2 separate regions of the Gossypium hirsutum genome follow, and region 1 is linked to region 2. A link is a contact called in public Hi-C data. All regions are on one chromosome and are shown on one strand. Each heading gives the region's core, a stretch centred on a gene start, on an enhancer-like site or on the middle of the called end of the contact. The rest is flanking DNA. Distances are from core to core; before and after follow the strand shown.

What was found. Hi-C and Micro-C count contacts between places; a contact is called where the count stands out from the background.
Region 1: a Hi-C map of leaf shows a contact between it and region 2, with 2.2 times the contacts expected there. The contact joins the enhancer-like site here to the promoter of LOC107946518 in region 2. A contact is called at or near these places in 3 of 34 Hi-C or Micro-C datasets (all in leaf).

Annotation. Positions count from the first base shown.
Region 1 is chrD12:53,046,688-53,049,387 of Gossypium_hirsutum_v2.1, forward strand. No RefSeq gene overlaps it. Among protein-coding and RNA genes, the nearest start is that of LOC121224229, 8.6 kb to the right of the region's middle. Within about 2 kb of position 1,369, at least 2 of the 9 cell types and tissues checked have an H3K27ac peak or open chromatin away from gene starts, as enhancers often do. A contact at or near this core is called in leaf, where this site is marked.
Region 2 is chrD12:52,842,340-52,845,071 of Gossypium_hirsutum_v2.1, forward strand. LOC107946518 (putative disease resistance protein RGA3) reads right to left here and starts at 1,383. Exons shown (of 4, transcript XM_041107088.1): 1 at 1,244-1,383; 2 at 1,004-1,108; 3 at 1-743. The coding sequence starts at 708. It overlaps LOC107946519 (lectin), which reads left to right and starts at 1,353. Exons shown (of 3, transcript XM_016880892.2): 1 at 1,353-1,495; 2 at 1,566-1,681; 3 at 1,765-2,328. The coding sequence starts at 1,436. The coding sequence ends at 2,155.

The sequences.
Region 1 (2,700 bases), core at 119-2,618, 200 kb after region 2:
AAATCTGGTCCGATGCATTTGTAACGGGTCCTTCAAACGATATTTGTACACGGGTTAGGGTTTGTTTTTTAAGATTTATCAAGATTCAACGATATTAATGAAAGATTCGTCAAGAATTGCGAAAGATCGACTAATTGATTTGAAAGATCAATATCGGATAGAAATGCTATGAAATTTGGGTCCTACACTTAAGATCGAGATGCATTTAACGAACTTGATGGAATTACATAGGCTATTAACGATAAATTCAACAATCTATAGAGAATCAATTTATTAGGGATTGATTTGATATCGAAAGCAAAAATAATTATTAACAATTAGGATAAAAAATGGTGTAAATAAAATGGAAAGAAAACAAATAGAGAATAAATAGAAAAATGGAAGGCAAATTCTATCAAGATTTCTAAAGGGGCAAATTGAAATTCTAATTAGGAAAAGAAGATAAAAAGATGGTAGAATTCTAATTCTATTGGGATTTTGAGGAAGGGTAAGTTATGAATCCTAATTAGGAAAGAATTGGGCCAATTCCTAGGGGCTTCACCTACAATTTTCCTAAGTTTTTGCCGAAATTTGAAATTAAAATTAAAAGGGAGGAGGAAGCGGCTCAAACCTTGGTCATTTAAGGGGGGCCTTAACCATTAGGGTATTTCCCATTTCTTATTAAATTTTGACACTTAATTATATAGATATATTTTGGAGTGTCTTTGGCAAAATTATGAAATTAAAAAAAAAAAAAAAGATTCAAACCTAGGTCAATTGGGAACCAATTGGGCTACTACCATTATTGTTGAACTTTTACTCTATTTAATATATATTCTAATGTGATTTTCATCTTAAGTTGCTGAATATTTAAGCTACTTAACCATGAAGCCTGAGGCCTATCATTTTATTACAACTAATTGTATTCATCTTCTTTATTTTACAAAAAAAAAAAATTTTGCGCGGTCAAACCCTTCAACCTAAAATTATAACCATTTGTATAGTAGAGAATTAATCCTCTTTCCAAGAGCTAATTTTTCTTTTTCATTTTACTGTCCCAAAAATCAATCCTCTTTCTCTCTTAGAATTTAATCCCCCCCCCCCAAAAAAAGGTTTTAACATATCCCATTAAATGCTTCAATGGTTCCATTTTTTCACTGTTTAAGAGCTATTTTGATCTCCTTTAAAATTGGTTTTTATTCAAAAATCGAAAAAAAATGGTTGGTCCTAAACTCTTGGAATTAGAAGAATTCGTATACCCTGTATACTTTTTTTAAGGGTGTACTTACAATATACCCTTTTTTGAAAGCAATTACTTACAATATACTTAAATGAATAGCAACGTTACCCAATGGAATTTTGGGCTAAAAGATCCAAAATAGAAGAAACAAAAATGGCCCCGTGCAATTGTGGACTGAACTTAGGACTACTAATGGTGGCCCGAATCTGCTTCTGATCAACGCTGGCCAACCATTTTTCCCTACTTTTTCCTCACTTCTTTTCATATACAATGTTTTTAGAACCGGATTAGTGGTCGAACCATTTAGATCATCAATTTTTTATTTGACCGATTCAATCAGTTTAATCAATTTACTGTTTAATAATATAAAATAATAAATTATTTAAAAAAAAGCACTTTAGTAAAAAAACACTAACTTAAAATATAACTTGGACCAATCTTTTAATTTATAAATTACTGTTAAGGACCAATATGGTTAGGCCCATGGCCGAAAACAAAGCCTACTTCCTTCCACTTGTTCTCTTTTTTTATTTTCCCTAATTTCCTTGCCGCCTAAACTTTTCATCTCTCATTTTTCTTCAGATTTTATTTTTTGGTTTCGTCTTTTCATCTCTAACTTTTATCTTGGGTACTCTTGATTGGCTCTTGAAGGCGGAGGAAGGTTGTTACGGATTGAAATGGTGGCTGACCAGTAGCAACAAGAAAGCAGTTGACGGCAGTGTTACCCTTAAAACAATATTTTCAAAATCGGATCGATGGTCCAACCGATCATATCATCAGTTCTCGGTTTGACCAGTCCAATTGATCCGATTACCAATTCAACCGATTTGTTGTTTAATAATCTGTACTATTAATGAAATCCCTAATTGAGTTGATGTCGTCACAAGTCCAACTTAATTAGGAAATTACAAAAAATGACCCTCCATATTTAAAACAAGTTATGTTATTTGAGGATATTTTAATTTTGGGTAAATTACACCCATGATCACTTTTGTTTACCTTAGGTTACATTTCAGACACTTATGTTTGAAATGTTACATTTTAGTACTTATGTTATCGTGTTGTAACATTTTAGTCACTAAGCCGTTAATTGTCGTTAATGGTGTAATGGTAAGCTGACGTGGCACGTTAAATCATCATTTCAAACAAAAACTTTAGGTTAAATTATACATTGGTCCCCATAATTTTTCGTTTTGAGCAATTTAATTCTTTTATGTTCTTTTAACTTTCTTTCTCTTTTTTTTTCATTCTCTTCTACTTCTCCCTCTGTTTTTCTACCTTCTTTATTTCTTTTAACATACCAGGAAGTCGAATTGGTAGTGAAAAAAGAAGCATGGTATGGGTTTATGGGTTTTGGTTATAGGCAAATGATGACAGTCGACTTCCTACTTTTTTCATTGCCAATTCGACTTCCTAATATGTTAAAAGAAATGGAAAAGGTAAGAAAACAGAGGGAGAAACAAAAGAGAATGGAAAAAAAG
Region 2 (2,732 bases), core at 133-2,632:
GATTCCCCTGAGTATCCTTTGGAGATTGAAATCAATAGTGACACAGACCCACATCCTGTACTCAAAGTGCTCCTTAACTCGTTCATTATTGAAGATGAGTTGAGCAAGAGTTGTTTTGCCTAGGCCTCCCATCCCAGTGATGGGAATGACAGAAACATCACCTTCCCTACTATCACTTTCATTTGATAGCATCTGATCTATTAGTTTATCTTTATCAGAATCCCTACCTAACACATCGGTTGTGTCTACGAAGGAATTGGTGAGTGGAAAGTGGTTTTGACTTTGGGAATCAGACCTTGCAGCATCAGTACTTACACTGAGACCGAAATTGCTCTTCTCTTCAGCAATCAAGTCAAATTTTGTTAAAATTTGTTTGATTTCAGGTGCCATACGGATTCGAAATGGGATTCTGCGTACCTTGGAGAGGTGAGCTTCCGTTGCAAAAGTGTCTAATATGTCCTCTACATCAAAAGCAATATCTTTGAGCTTTGAGAGCCACACCTTCAAAGATCGACCACAGGCTGCATCCATCTGCTTCTTCTCTGCATCCTCAAGCACAGCTGCAATGGTGATTAGATTGCTTGAAAGCTTTTCCAGCTCCTTCTTAGAACCCTTGATTGCAGCAAATTCTTCGTTGATCAAGGTTGCAACAGTTTCAGTGAGCTTGGACACGATAGGACTAACAAAAATAGAAGCTATCTCAGCCATAACTAGTTGAAATTAAGTCTTATTGATCGCAACTCCTGCAAGAATGAACAAAAAAGTTATTTTCATTTCGTTCATATTAAATTTTTTGCTGTGCTGCATGGAAGAATTACACAGAAACTCATCAGCAAGAGAAACTCTGTTGGAATTAAATGACACGACAGGAAGATTACACAACAACAAAAACCTTAAAATTGACAACTCATTTGGAACTTGAAACAGGATGAATTAATTGATTTGATTTCCTTTGTTTCCTGATTCTGTCTATATATAGATCAAGTTCAGACAGTAGAGATACCTCCGAAGCTTCTTCTTAGTTTCTTCGACACGGATTGAACTGGTTTTCCATATACAGGGCAAAAAAGGACTTGGAACTGGCCTTCCACTATACGTGTTCCACCGTCTAGAAGGAGGAAAAAAGAGAGAAATAGTCTTAAAGTCAAAAAGTCAAGAGAGAAATAGTGTTAAAGTGAAAAACTTATTATTTCTGGCTCAAAATTTATTGTTTTGACGCGCTTCCATGGAAAAAGAAACTTACAGCAAATTTCATCTGATGTTCTTGGAAATTGCAATGCTTTCTCTCTCATCCTTTTCATTTCCTGTACATTGTTCTTCAGGTTTCACTATAAAAAGATAAAAAGAATGGATTGAAGTCAATACAGGAAATTAAAGCTTATACGAGTGTGTAAACTCTTTGGTTTTGTCTGGGTACATAACATAATCAACGAACATGTTTAAGAACAAGAAGAAGAACAAGAACGAGGAGGCCTTCCTGGATCACAAGACAAAGGTATGTTTCAAATCTTTAACTTATCAATCTAACAAAAAATTCACAAAAAAAATATTTTGATATCATGCAGAAAACCTGGGAAGATGCAAAGACTGGTAAAAAATGCTTCATGTTGTACGCAAGGTCACTCTACGTGACATGGGGTGGCCGTGAGTACTGGATCTGGAACAGTTTTAAAGACACAAGGTTGGATTTTATTTTTTTGTCTCTTCTTCTTTTCATGGATTTTTTTTTTTGGTGTCAGTGATCCATTGATTCATGATTTGCAGTGATGAAAACATCGAAGTAGCGAAATTAAGCCATGTATGTTGGCTGGATGTGAGAGGGAAGTTGAAAATATCAGAGCTTTCCCCTGCAACTTTATACGAAGTTGTGTATGAAGTAAAGTTGACAAAAGGGGCATCTGGTTGGGAACTCCCAGTGAAGCTCAGACTATCCCTCCCTAATGGAATTGTCCAAGAAAGGCAAGTTAGCCTCTTGCAGAAGCCTAGAGGGCAATGGATGGAGCTCAATGTCGGCAGTTTTCATACACCAGATAATGAAGATGATGAAACTGGAGAAGTTTGCTTTGACTTCTATCAACATGGGGGCCATTGGAAAAGCGGACTTGTTGTGAAGGGTGCCATTTTAAGGCCTAGAAAACCTGAACCATCAAATTAATTGCTTCAAATGAAACAAACTGTGGCGCTACTTTCTCTGCAGAAACAAACATCTTTTAGAATGTTATCCACTTTTTTTTCTTTCAAATATTAATTGTACCCCCAATATATATATTTTTAATTTTTTGGTGTGGTTATTGTGAAAATAAAATTTATAACACAATTATATATACAGATCTTAAGTCTCATTGTTTATGAACAAACTGCAAATGGAACAAGAGTTTATACAGACTTATATCTCATACTGTTTAAGAAAACAAGTAAAACGATATTTGGGGTATATTTAAAGATCTATTTTATAAATTTTATTTCACAAGAAAACTGAAAGCGTTTTTCTGTAAATACGTCAAAACTTCTTTTAGGTGGAAGTGTTTTATTACATATCAACTGAAAGTATTTTCGTAAAATCGATCTAATCATATAAATTTTCAAAAAATGATTTAATCTGATAATTTTTTAAAAATTGACATTTTTAGAAAAATTCAGTGCAAAAATATATAATCTTACCATTATACTTTAAATAAAATTTAAAATTTCAAAATGTGGGTTATCCTTAGGTCCCAACAACATGGTATGAT